3 separate regions of the Danio rerio genome follow, and all the other regions are linked to region 1. Evidence: chromatin contacts called from public Hi-C and HiChIP or PLAC-seq data. All regions are on one chromosome and are shown on one strand. Each heading gives the region's core, a stretch centred on a gene start, on an enhancer-like site or on the middle of the called end of the contact. The rest is flanking DNA. Distances are from core to core; before and after follow the strand shown. Region 1 holds the start of traf2a (Tnf receptor-associated factor 2a). Region 2 overlaps tncb (tenascin Cb). Region 3 holds the start of b3galt8 (beta-1,3-galactosyltransferase 8).

Region 1 (3,822 bases), core at 1,273-3,772:
TCAGGAAAAGCCTAAAAGAAATTACACAGAGTTGAAATAAGATCCCACTTTCAGTAATGCAGGTTATGATGCCTGCTTTCATTGCTTTAGAGCTTTTAAGTTAGAATGTGATTGCCTATAAATGTTTTATTATCATTACCCATTCAAGAAAAATAAAATTGAAAGTGATTTCAATTATATTATACCTCTGTTTTTTTTTTTTTTTTCATAATTACAACAGTGGTACAGACCTTTTTATCTTTATTTAATAAAAAAGCAAGACTTGAAAATACATATTAATAGTAGTTATGCTTGGTGTAAAGAAGCTTTAAATGTAAAAAAAAAACATACTTTTTTTCATAACGTGCTTCCTAGAATTCAGATAAGTACATTTTTAAAAAGACAAAGATTAATGTAATATAAAACAGATGAATTGTATTATTGATCTCTTCATGATTTTATTGTATGGGAAAAAAATAAAGTCATCCTTTTCCATACAGTGAAAAAAAAAAGATCCAAAAAAAAATAAATAAATAAAAAATCTGCTTAATTCTTTAGACCCTTTTCACATTTCAAGGTTTCTCAGTAGCAGAAGGCATCATAGCTAGGTAAACTCAATATTGTTTCACATGTTTAAGATTTCACAATTTTCAAACTATTTTGATGTCAATGACTATATCAATCTGGAATAAAGTCTTTGTTTTTACTTTTTTAAAGAGACTGCAATGCTCCTATGTGTTATCACTATAGCTGTAGAACAGAACACTTTATTCTATTTAATCAGAATGATTATTAAAACTTCAATAGTTATCAAAAGCAAGAGAATTCATTATTGATCTATTAAGCTGCATTATCTAATCAATCCATATAGCTACAAAATCAGAGTTATTAAAAAGAAATTAACTGTTTTAATGGTTAAAAATATTAAGACCTTTTATGCATTTAATGAAAATCATTTTACCCATACAATGAAGGGTAAGTCCGTTAAAGCTTATAATCACATTTAAAATTTCTTATAGTGCTTCAAGTAAAACAAAAATAAAACTTGTCTTTATACTTCTCAAAAATAACCAAAGAAGCCACAACTTCTGCAAACATTGTTGCAATAGTTACTGTGTAGAAGTAAAGAAAAGAAGTTTGTTTGTATTTTTGGTAAAACATTTTTTTTTTTTCGAATTGTTAAGGAACTTTATATTAGCCGCCACCGTCAATATTAAAAAAAGATATAAGAGTAATAATAACAATATTATTGATAATGAAAACAATAAAACTACTCATTTGTAACAGGAAGATTTTTTTAAAAAACTATAATGAAATATTTATTGATATTCAATTATAATTGCATCTGCATTTCAATGCATTTGCTTTCAATAATAAGCAGCACTATAATTAAAATCTGACTGTGTAATATAACAAATACTTACACAGCCCTGTTTCAAAATTGATGTTGGCTCTTCAAATATGTCCTCTTTTATGCAGGCACTGCATTTCTGTGGTCCGGAGCTGCGAGAGAAAAGAAGAGCTTTCATTATAGACAAGCACAAAAAGCCAAACTCGCTAATAAATACAAAAGACACATACAATAAGAGAAGTGTTCATCCTGACAACAGTCTGGCTATTGTAGTTTACAGCTAAACAAGAAGCCGAACACAACCTGACAGCCTGCATTTATTTATGTTCCCCGACATAAAACATAGTTTTACTGCTCGTATAACCCATAAAACATGTTGTAAAATGGCACGGGAGGCCTGACAGGTCGTGTTCATCTTTTGTAGTTGTCGTGTCAGGTGGGCCATCAGGACTGAATGCCGCTTACCTCACTGCTTTATTAAAACAATACGAACAGAAACGATGTCCGCACTGCGCCTGAAACGGTCTCCTAAGGATTTTCAGGCAGATATTGCACAGATGCTTGTCCTCCAGCTTGTTGGCGAGTATTTTCTTGGGAAAGCCAGGTTTGTTGCCTTCTAATGAAGATGGTGGTGAGGGTTCCTGTGCAGCCATTATTCCCGAGCGCGCATGTGACCAGGCTCCGGAGAAGAGACGCGGATCTTTCTACACATTTCACTACAAGGGGTTGCAAACACATGCTCTTAAATTGTGTTACATACTATGACCAGCGTAATATATGTAGTTAGACGAGTCTAAATAAACATAAGGTGAACTGTTTACACAGGCGTGACAGACAGACGTGACACAGGACACAATGCAAGACCGTCTTAATAAAAGTCTCACTGTAACTGCGTGGTACGTTTGCTGTTGTTGGGGGTCTCTTATTAATTGCAATACTTATAAATATTATAACGTTTTAAAACACCACATGTCCTACCATATTATTGTCCAACGAAAATTATAAAACCTCCTGCAGTGCTGTGAAACATTATATCAAATACATTCAGCGTTCTCGTCGTGTGCAGTCATAAGTATGACCATAATTTATTATTATTGTCAATATTATTTATAGTTTAGCTCCGAAATGTGAGTAACGTAACGACAGGCGTCGTGTTTTTGCCAGCTTTTCATGGATTGTAGCGTCCATCCACTAGAGGGGGCTGTTGCTGCTGATAATCATGACGACAACATAACTGCTTTGTGAAGCAAGACACTTCAACATGTTAAAACACAAAATAAAAGTCTCCTGGCTGTGTTAAAGATTTGAGTCCAAAACACAAGGGGTTTTCCAACCACAAAAAGTGTAATGCAACTTTATTTTTACATACAATAGGAGGTGGCCTGTTTAACTTAAGCAACTGATTTGATATGACCTATATTTTGACATTTTATTTGGAACAGTTTTAACACTTTTAATATTTATGATTTAATATGCATTATAATACGTTTATAACACTAAGCAAATATTATAATGACGCTTTCCCTGTTTCTTTCATTTCTCTGTGTGGAAAAAAATTAAACATAAGTAATTTGTTATTAAAACTGCATTCATTAATTTTACTTCAGCTTAGTCCCTTTATTCATCAGGGGTCACCATAGCGGAATGAACCGTCAACTTATCCAGCATATGTTTTACACAGCGGATACCCTTCCAGCTGCAACTCAGCACTGGGAAACATCCAAACACATTCATGCACATACTACCACCAATTTAGTTTATTCAATTTACCTGTAGCCCAAGTCTTTGGACTTTGGGGGAATCTGGAGCATCTGGAGAAAACCCACACGAACACGGGAAGAACATACAAACTCTACACAGAAATACCAACTGCCCCTGCCGGGACTCAAACCAGCAACCTTCTTGCAGTGAGGCAACAGTGCTAACCACTGAGCCACCGTACCGTATTGCCCTTAAAACAGTATTTTGTATTTAAAATGCTTAAAATAAGCATTTTTATCCTCCTGTGATACAAGTATCAAAAGCCATATCAGGACTGCTAAATATTCATATTAAATATTATTATAAATTATGTCACATTTTATTAGCTGCAGTATGCTCTTTTCTTATATTTATTTTTTATTTTAAAAAAGCCACTTTGATGCACAAACTAATCTAAATTTAAAGCACACATTGTGACACAAGGCTGCTTATAGTTTTTGAAAAATTAGTCATAAAGAAATATGCACAACTGGGAAAATAAAGCATGAGGTGCATTAAATATATCAATTCACAGGACACAATGTATCCATCTTAAAGGAATAGTTCACCCAAAAATAAAAGATTTGTCATAGCTTCTTTTTCCATAATATCTTTTTCTATGTTCAACAAAAAATCCATTCAGTTCACTCCGAGTAGAATTTATATATATATATATATATATATATATATATATATATATATATATATATATATATATATATATATATATAATTTTTTTTTTTTTCTGTTTT
Region 2 (4,241 bases), core at 1,565-4,064, 190 kb before region 1:
CTGTCCAAGTCACTTTAAAGCTGTGCGGGGTGATGTCCGACACCGTAATATGCTCCACTTCAGGTTCGGCTTCTGGTTGACAAAATAATAAAGTTGTGCTTTTCTCTGTAAACTGTGACATGTACTTAAAAAGAGGTTAAACGGTTAAATGTGGATTCCCTTGTTTGAGACTAATCAGCGATGGCATTAGTCATGCATGAAAATAGCCTTCTTTAAAAAATAAAATAAAATCAATTGTTCAGTCATCTATCAGTTGTTTCTATATCTATGACAGGCAATGCTGAAATCAGTGAGCCAAGAAATTTAATTTACATATTTGGATTAGAATATGGAATGAGATCTGTTGGTTAGTAGAAAAAAAAATTGACATTGATGAATTTTCCACCATTATATTAGGTTGCGCCATCATAATTGTATCGCCATATAATAGCAGTCACGTAGAGTTCAAGACAGAGTCGTTCCAGGACAATGACATATCCATTATAATCACATTGACAGAAGGGCTCATCCTGAAAATGCATTTTTATCTCTTTTTTGCTGAACTTGCAGGAAGACCGGTGACAATGACTGATATGAATTCTGAGAGGGATATCTCTAGAGAAACAATTGCTGTGGTGTGGATATGTAAAACGGGGGGAAAATAAAGGATTCGGATGTCTTGACCACATAAGTGCTGCATTGTTTTTTAACAATAGTCTTGTTTCTGCCAGAATATGGTCTAAGTTTAATACATTGTGGATTTGTCTTCATGTTCTTTCTTATGTATCAAGATACTATCCTTACCCACACTTTAATTAATTTAATTTACATTATAATGACATAAATTCAGTCGATTAACTATGTCCTAGTCGTAAGTGTGAAAAGTTTTTTGTCCTAATCAAGGTTTTGCTCTTTATTCAATGTTAAAATTTTCTAACATGACTTTAAAAATATTTTTGACTTTGGGCTTCTTTTATTTTAAAGTTATGTTAAGAAATGTGTTGTAGTTTTTTTTGGACTTTTATTTTAAAATTATGGTTACTTGACAAAACATGACAAACTAATTAGTTTCTTCATATTTACACCTGCTTCGAATGTTATCACTCGATTGAATGGGCGTTATCAGTGATAGATATGGGCCAGTAGGCTGTTATCATCAATCCACATGGTTAATCAGCTATACTAATAGAGAAGACCCCAGATCCAGATTTGTTTTTACATTACTGAGGATTGGGTTTAGGGTTGGGGTTGTTAATAAAATTCAATTAATGGGAAATTTAATAAATAATATAAATAATTCTTGTTAACTTCTGGCTGCAGCTGTATGTGATCTGTAGCTGATTAACCATGTAGATACTAGTAGGTGCAGAAGGCCCCTACTGGCCCATATCTATCAGCTGATAACCATTACCTATCTATCATGTACAAAATGAGCATATTTCCTTACTATGGTAACTACACCTAATTAAAATAGTTACTGTTCATTTCTAAAGGCTGGTCAGAACAGTCAGAACCAGCGACAACTAACAATCCAGGCTGTTGATGTATTTAATTGAATATATTAAAATAATACATCATTATTAATCATTGTGTATTACATTTTTTTCTCAGTCGCTTTGGTACATTTTTCAGATCAGAATTGAAATACACAAAAACATAATTGCATTTCTCAAAACAACGCGTACAAATAGCAAAATACCATGGATTACGTGCAAAAGGCAGTCTCTTGCTAAAAATCCTTAGTTCATCTCTCAAAACTACATATCTGTGTCAACGAATGTGTCAGTGTCATTGAAATTACAAGCCTTTATGTCATTGTGTATGGATAAGACAGTCAAATGACTTTGCCATGTTGTCATGTCAATATAACAGTGTACTCTGGATGTAAAGGCTTATGCTATGAACTAACGCCTAAATGCTGTGGGGTGAGACTATTCAGACAGAAATCATTACAATTCATTTTGATCAACATGACATAAGCAACTGATAATGTAGGAAACAGCAGAAAATTGCTGTATGGATGTACGCAAGCATTTGCAACTTGTTAAAAGAAATGAAACTTCTTTTTTGATGTGCACAAGTGTTACAATAATGTGATAATTGAACAAGTAGTTTTGAGAATTTTAATTCTGATCTGAGAACTGTATTAAAGCAATTGAGAAAAACTGAAATTTAACATTAACTAAACTATATAAACTTAATAAACTATGAGAAAAAAAATGCAAGCATCTGAATGCAATATTTCTGAAGAAATGCATGCTGTTGTTTACATTTTCAAGTTAAATTTGGGATTTTTCCTGTTGAATAAAAAAAGACAATAATTGTAATTGATTAAATTTTGATCAGCCTCTGTGTTGGGATCAACTACACAGAGGGCACATGAACAAATTATGGAAACTCAATAAAGATATCACACCAAACAATGAGATCACACTTAAATGTTTAAAAGACAATGCTGCATTGATCCAAGCCAACAATGCCTAAACAGAGGCCCGTTGTCCTAAACTAAACTTTCAAAAGAAGAGAAGAAGAAAAGCTCCTCGACCAGCTTGAACCTCTTCTTCCTCCAAAGCTCTGGATGATGTGAAACAGAAAAGACATTTGCTGAATGTGGAAAAGTGTTGCAAATGAAAACCAGCGAGGACAAATCCTGTGGAGCTGTCCCTCTTCATTAGCGCCGTTCACTTGTTTAAGAGTGTCAGCAGTGTTTCAAGAGTACTAACATGTGCTCTCCAAGGATCACTTTCATCTGACTGCCTTCTAAGTCTCTCCGCTTCGACAAAGAGGCATCTGTTTGTGGAGGTGGAAAAGGCGCCAGCTAACCTACAGGAACAAGGTCTGGAAGCAGTAATTCTGCAGCTAAAACCTCTGAGGGGGATATCAGTGTTGACACAGCTAAACGCTCTACAGCGGGGGGAAAGAAAGCACGTTTTTTGTAAATATCGCACATTTTTGAAAGCCTGTTTCACTCGGGACAGAGCGAGGCGAGAGTTCATGGGTCACGTAGCGTGGATAAAGAGGAGGTTAGCAGAAATCCAATCGGTTCCCCTTCTCCTCTGCCTATTTGCATGCAGACTTGAGAGACTGCTACAACTGTGGCCCCTGCAGCCACTGGCTGATAAACGCCAAGAAAATGTGTGAAAGTGAGGCACAAGAATGAGAAGTAGCGCAGGGTCAGAAAACGGGGCGTGCATACTGAAAAGATCCTTCACAAGAAGCCACAAAAACTCCTCAGGATCACTTCCATGGCAGTAAACCCCGGGCCGACGCTCGGAGGAGGGGGCGAAACTCTGGTATGCGGCTAATAAATGTATGCCTGCTACAATACAACTTGTCTGGTTTGCTGGTATAGACGATAAATGCCACAAACCGAGTGATTTAAATGGACTCGCCAGCAATGCGAAGTGAATGCCGCAGTCAATTAGAATGAAAAAGGGATCATTAGTCTAACTCGGTTTTGCCTGTTAAACACAAATGTAGCGGCGATGACAGGCAGAGGTCATTTGGCGCACCTGCAGGCTGAGCCGGTGATTATGTGGACGTGAATGTGTGGGGAAGCATTATGATGCAGTGCAGGTGTGCTCTGAATGTCAGCATACTTCAACGTGTAATTCAGCAGATGGGAAGAGTGCAGATATTTCACATATTCACAGCTGCTGACTTGAAAGAGGGTTGGTTTGTTTGCAGTGCTTTGCATATTTCTGAAATCATGTTCCGTGGACTGCATTGGGTTATCTTAACTTCTTAAGTGTTAATAAAGTGTTGTATGTTTTACAAGTTTGCATATGTGTTGCAGTATGGAGACAGTAAAGACATATTGTAGCAAGGATTGGATGTTGGTGTTGTCATGTAACGTGTAACATCAGCCGCAATGCTGCTTCCTGCTATTTATAGATACGGTGTGATACCTAGAAGATCATGTGTCTTTTTGAATGCTGTTACTTCTAATATATTACATTTAACGCATTTCATATACTCAGGGCTTGACATTAACTTGTTTGATCAACAGCCACTGTGGCTAGTAGTTTTCCAACGTTACTAGCCACTCACCATTTTCACTAGCCACAATTTTGTTGTTGGGAAAATATATTTTTATATGCATATATTTGTCTGTCATGCTTAAAATTGATAATTTTTACATTTTGTGTAATGTCAACATGCCTCCATTTTATTTTAACCTTTTTTATTTCACATGACTCAACACTAAGGATTTACCTTTTTTTTCCCCTCTGGCCACATTAAACTAATTATTTTCTTGCCAC
Region 3 (4,089 bases), core at 549-3,048, 210 kb before region 1:
TAACTCATTACTTATAAACAATAAGTAATAATATATGAGTTACTTTTTAGTTTAATCCGCTTTTAAAAACATACATTGCTGAATTAAAATTAAAGTAGTCAAAATGCAGTCCATGAGAATGTGTTCATTAATGAACGCATCAAAGAAAAGGAAAAGGGGATTGTCTCAATGAACAGTGATTCTATTTAAGACAAATAGTACAAAAGTAGTAAACATTTATTTCTCAAAGAGATCAAGCCAGGTAATAAAAAGTAACAAAAGTAACACAACTAGCTATTTTGGGGGGGGGGGGGGGGGGGTAACTCAATATTGTAATGCATTTCTTTCAAAAGTAACTTTTCCCGACACTGGTAATTCTTCTTCTTCTTTGGCCTTAGTCCCGTATGATTGCGGGGTCGACTCTTTGGAACAAGTCTCTATTTAGACTTGTCCATATGATAACGACTTTTTTTACACATTCCGGCCGGCCTGTCGTCTGGGCCAGTCACCCTCATACACTACAGACAATTTAGCCTACCTAATTCACCTGCAGCATGTCTTTGGACTGTGGGGGAAACCGGAGCACCCGGAGGAAACCCACTCGAACGCAGGGAGAGCATGCAAAGCCGCGGTTCAAACCAGCGACCTTCTTGCTGTGAGGCGACAGCACTACCTACTGCGCCACTGCTTCGCCCTTTCCCAACACTGGTAATTATTATAATTAATTTTTTTCTATTTAATTATAGTGCACTGGTAATTATATAATTAATTTGTTTTCAACATGCAAAATGAGACTTCTGAAAGTCATGCCAGATTCGAATAAGATACTTTGGCTTAAAACCATTGACTATAATGCGTGTGGCAAAAGTGCATCTTTCATATTTAAGTCTGCGCACCTCAAAAAGATTTCGAAGTCCTAAAAACTGTGTTGCATAAACTGGTTTTACACCCAGCACGTCCAGACACAACCCCACATAGACATCTTCAAGTGGAATTGGTTGCACAAATCTTGAGGCCCATGATATTTTTCCAGCCAGGTCAGTGGAAAAAACATAGGCAGCTCCAGAAACGTATGGTGGATACCAGGATTTTGGGTAAAGGTCCTCAGAGATGTACCATTTGTTGATGCTGTCCCTGTGAGGAATTGCATCAGAAATGACCGATCCAGTGATGTAGTCTTTCCTTGATTCACCCTGGCCATGCAGGTAGTCCACCAAGTAATGGACATTAAGAAAGATATCAGCATCAATCTTCATGGCATACCAAGCACTCTGGCAATAAGTTGCTACCCAATTCATAATCATCATTGTTTTGATTGTCAGATTTTGGTAGCTGTCCACAAAATCCATCTGAATAATATCTCCATGTTCCTTGCTCTCCTTCTGAAGGTGTTCCTGCAATACTGGGTCACTTCGTGCAGGCTGACCAACGACAAACAAATGCAAAATACTCACACCAGGAACTAAGCCATCTTGACCCCATGTTCTCCTGATAGCAGTCCTCGCCTCTGCGTCTTTGAGGGTAACTGGGATCATCAGAATTAAGAAAGGAGTTTTCTTCTCACACACTTCTGGCTGGTTCAGTATAAACCTGTATGTTGAAGGTGAGATCACTTTATATAGCTCTTTAGAGATAGGACTATTTCCCGGAACAGACGGATCAAATACTAAACTGTTAAAAGCGAAGAAAACAAGTGTTATTAACCCAGCTAAAGCAAGGTACGTGAAAAGTTTGAATCGCGATCGTTTTCGCATGGCGAGATACAAGCTTGAGGGAAGTTAGAAGAGTTCCGTGTCACGCTAAACCAACCTCGGTCGTATGCTCGGCAGAAACGCCCAACGCCCAGCCCCCCTGACACTTGTTTTGACTCGTAACCTTTGTAAAAGTGAACGAATAATTAGTAAATCAACTGCTATCCCACTTTTAAAGTAGTTTCATTTTGTATTTTTTATCTGTGGACTTCATTACAACATGAACTAGCTAAGCTGAGCTAGATTAATTATTTGAAATATTTACAGTATCTCGGGGGAGTGTTTTATGTAGAGTTGCCAGATTTCATTGGGATATACCGTGTACAGAAGCGAAAGTGTGATTTAATGAGGAGATACATTTCTTTAATAGCAGTAGCAAGATTAAGCAAATCATTTTATTATTATTAATAATAATAAAAATGTTCACAAAACCAGCACCATTATTAGAAACTCAGGTAAAAATGTATTTACTTGTTTAAACGCATTTCTTCTCGCACAATCTGGCAACGCATGATGTTACGAGGAAAACATCTCTGCTGAGGTTTAGAGGCTAATCGGTCTTTGTCAGTCACGTGCGTTTGTTGTGTGTGACGTCACAACTGCGCCATTTTTGAGGTATCGCTTCCCGAGACAACTTGAGAGACATAACGCAAGAGTGATATATGGTCAAGCTGGAGAAATACAAGGAAATCGGGAGCGCGTGGTACCGCAATAAACTAAACAAACATGCCAGGGACCGTCATTTTGATAAACTGTCTTACATTCAGGATCTAGATCCGTTTGAATGAACTGCAAGCCAATGGAGTGCGCTGCCGCCGCCAACCCCTCATTGCTGATAATAATGACATGTCATACTGTATATCATCAATGTCTTAATATACATTGTTTTAGTTTGAACACCATTAAACCACAGTAAGTATTTCTAATTATGTATTGCAGTTTTCGTTTTACTTCATTACCGTTAGTTACATCTAATATTTACATTTACAAACTATTTGATGTTTGTATCCAAAGTATTTTACAAATATGAACAATAAACATAACAGACGTGACGTCGAGCACGAATGTTAATGTAGTACATGAGGAAGCAGATTCAAAAAGGAGAATGAAGAGCGCAGTCTTAAATTGACAATTTTAAATATTTACGATGTCATCCGACAAAAAGTAGTTATTATTTTTCGCCTCTATCTGGCAACCAGGTTACTGCGAATGAATTAGTGTTTAATTGTTATATAATATTATTTAGTTTGACAACCAGATTGCATGGTCACACTTATACTTGAATGACATAAAATTTGCCACAGCTTAAAAACAGCAATAGCTATATAACAGCTTTTGTTAAAATGTAACAGATTATATGATACATTGTATCAAAGATTTGTCTTTTCATGAACTACTGGGTGAGGCAAAGTGTTAATATTTAGATCTATAATGTTTAGCATGACTAATCCATAGAGGATAGCAGCTAGTATAGTGAGCTAAAACCAGTTTTTAAATAACTAATACACTGTAAAAAATAACTTGTGTGATAAATTAGTCATGACAGCATAGGTTTTAGTTCATGGTAACAGTTGAACATAACAAAGTTAATCATGTTCTAACTTAATTTTAGAAGTCATGCAAGCTGTTTTAAGTCAGTTTATGGACTCACAAGGTTAATTTGATCCAGAAATATTTCAGGCAACCAGGATTTTACAGTGTAGTTTAAAGATATAGACTATATTCATTTATTTATTTTATTTTCAGCTTAATCCCTTTATTAATCAGGGTGACCCACACAGCGGAATGAATCACCAACTTCTCCAGCATAAGTTTTATGCAGTGGATGACCTTCCAGCTGCAACCCATCACTGGGAAACACCCATTCACTCTCATTCACACTTATACACCACGGACAATTTAGCTTACCCAATTCTCGTATAGCACATGCCTTAGGACAGTGGGGGAAGCCGGAGCACCTATGGGAACACGGGGAGAACATGCAAATTCCACACAGAAATGCCAAATGAGGCTCGAACTAGTGACATTATTCTGCTGTCACAAAAAATGTAAACAATAATTATTAAACAAAATCTGTTTTATTGTAAGAGGGGTTACAAAGAAACACCTGTTGTACACCCATTTAATAAACAAACAAACAATCGAACAAACAAAAATATTCAAATACCAAAACGAGACATAATTTACACAGGTTTGTATAGGGTCAGTGGTTTAGTCAATAGCAGGGTAGGGTCAAACACGAAGACTTATTCTGTATATTAATTCTTTTTTTTTTCTTGCAAACAGAACTTTCATATAAGGCTATGTTTACAACAATTCCAAAAACCCGGCTGTTACTTTTTCTTTCTGAATCTTGAAC

The links. Hi-C and Micro-C count contacts between places; a contact is called where the count stands out from the background. HiChIP or PLAC-seq counts read pairs in DNA pulled down with a chosen protein or histone mark.
Region 2: an H3K4me3 HiChIP or PLAC-seq map of embryo shows a contact between it and region 1, with 7 times the contacts expected there. The contact joins the enhancer-like site here to the promoter of traf2a in region 1. A contact is called at or near these places in 5 of 18 Hi-C or Micro-C datasets (embryo, fibroblasts, skeletal muscle and 1 more) and 2 of 4 datasets of contacts at active chromatin or transcription factors (caudal fin and embryo).
Region 3: a Hi-C map of hematopoietic stem cells shows a contact between it and region 1, with 3 times the contacts expected there. The contact joins the promoter of b3galt8 here to the promoter of traf2a in region 1. A contact is called at or near these places in 6 of 18 Hi-C or Micro-C datasets (caudal fin, embryo, fibroblasts and 3 more) and 3 of 4 datasets of contacts at active chromatin or transcription factors (caudal fin, embryo and gastrula embryo).

Annotation. Positions count from the first base shown.
Region 1 is chr5:29,381,086-29,384,907 of GRCz12tu, forward strand. It overlaps traf2a (Tnf receptor-associated factor 2a), which reads right to left and starts at 2,523. Exons shown (of 12, transcript XR_012406884.1): 1 at 2,309-2,523; 2 at 1,796-2,046; 3 at 1,404-1,482; 4 at 1-11.
Region 2 is chr5:29,191,522-29,195,762 of GRCz12tu, forward strand. The region is part of intron 11 of tncb (tenascin Cb); the gene reads right to left. Among named protein-coding and RNA genes, the nearest start is that of b3galt8, 20 kb to the left of the region's middle. Within about 2 kb of position 2,815, at least 21 of the 62 cell types and tissues checked have an H3K27ac peak or open chromatin away from gene starts, as enhancers often do.
Region 3 is chr5:29,172,276-29,176,364 of GRCz12tu, forward strand. It overlaps b3galt8 (beta-1,3-galactosyltransferase 8), which reads right to left and starts at 1,799. Exons shown (of 1, transcript XM_068221440.1): 1 at 1-1,799. The coding sequence starts at 1,733. The coding sequence ends at 756. It also overlaps a transcript of tncb not described here.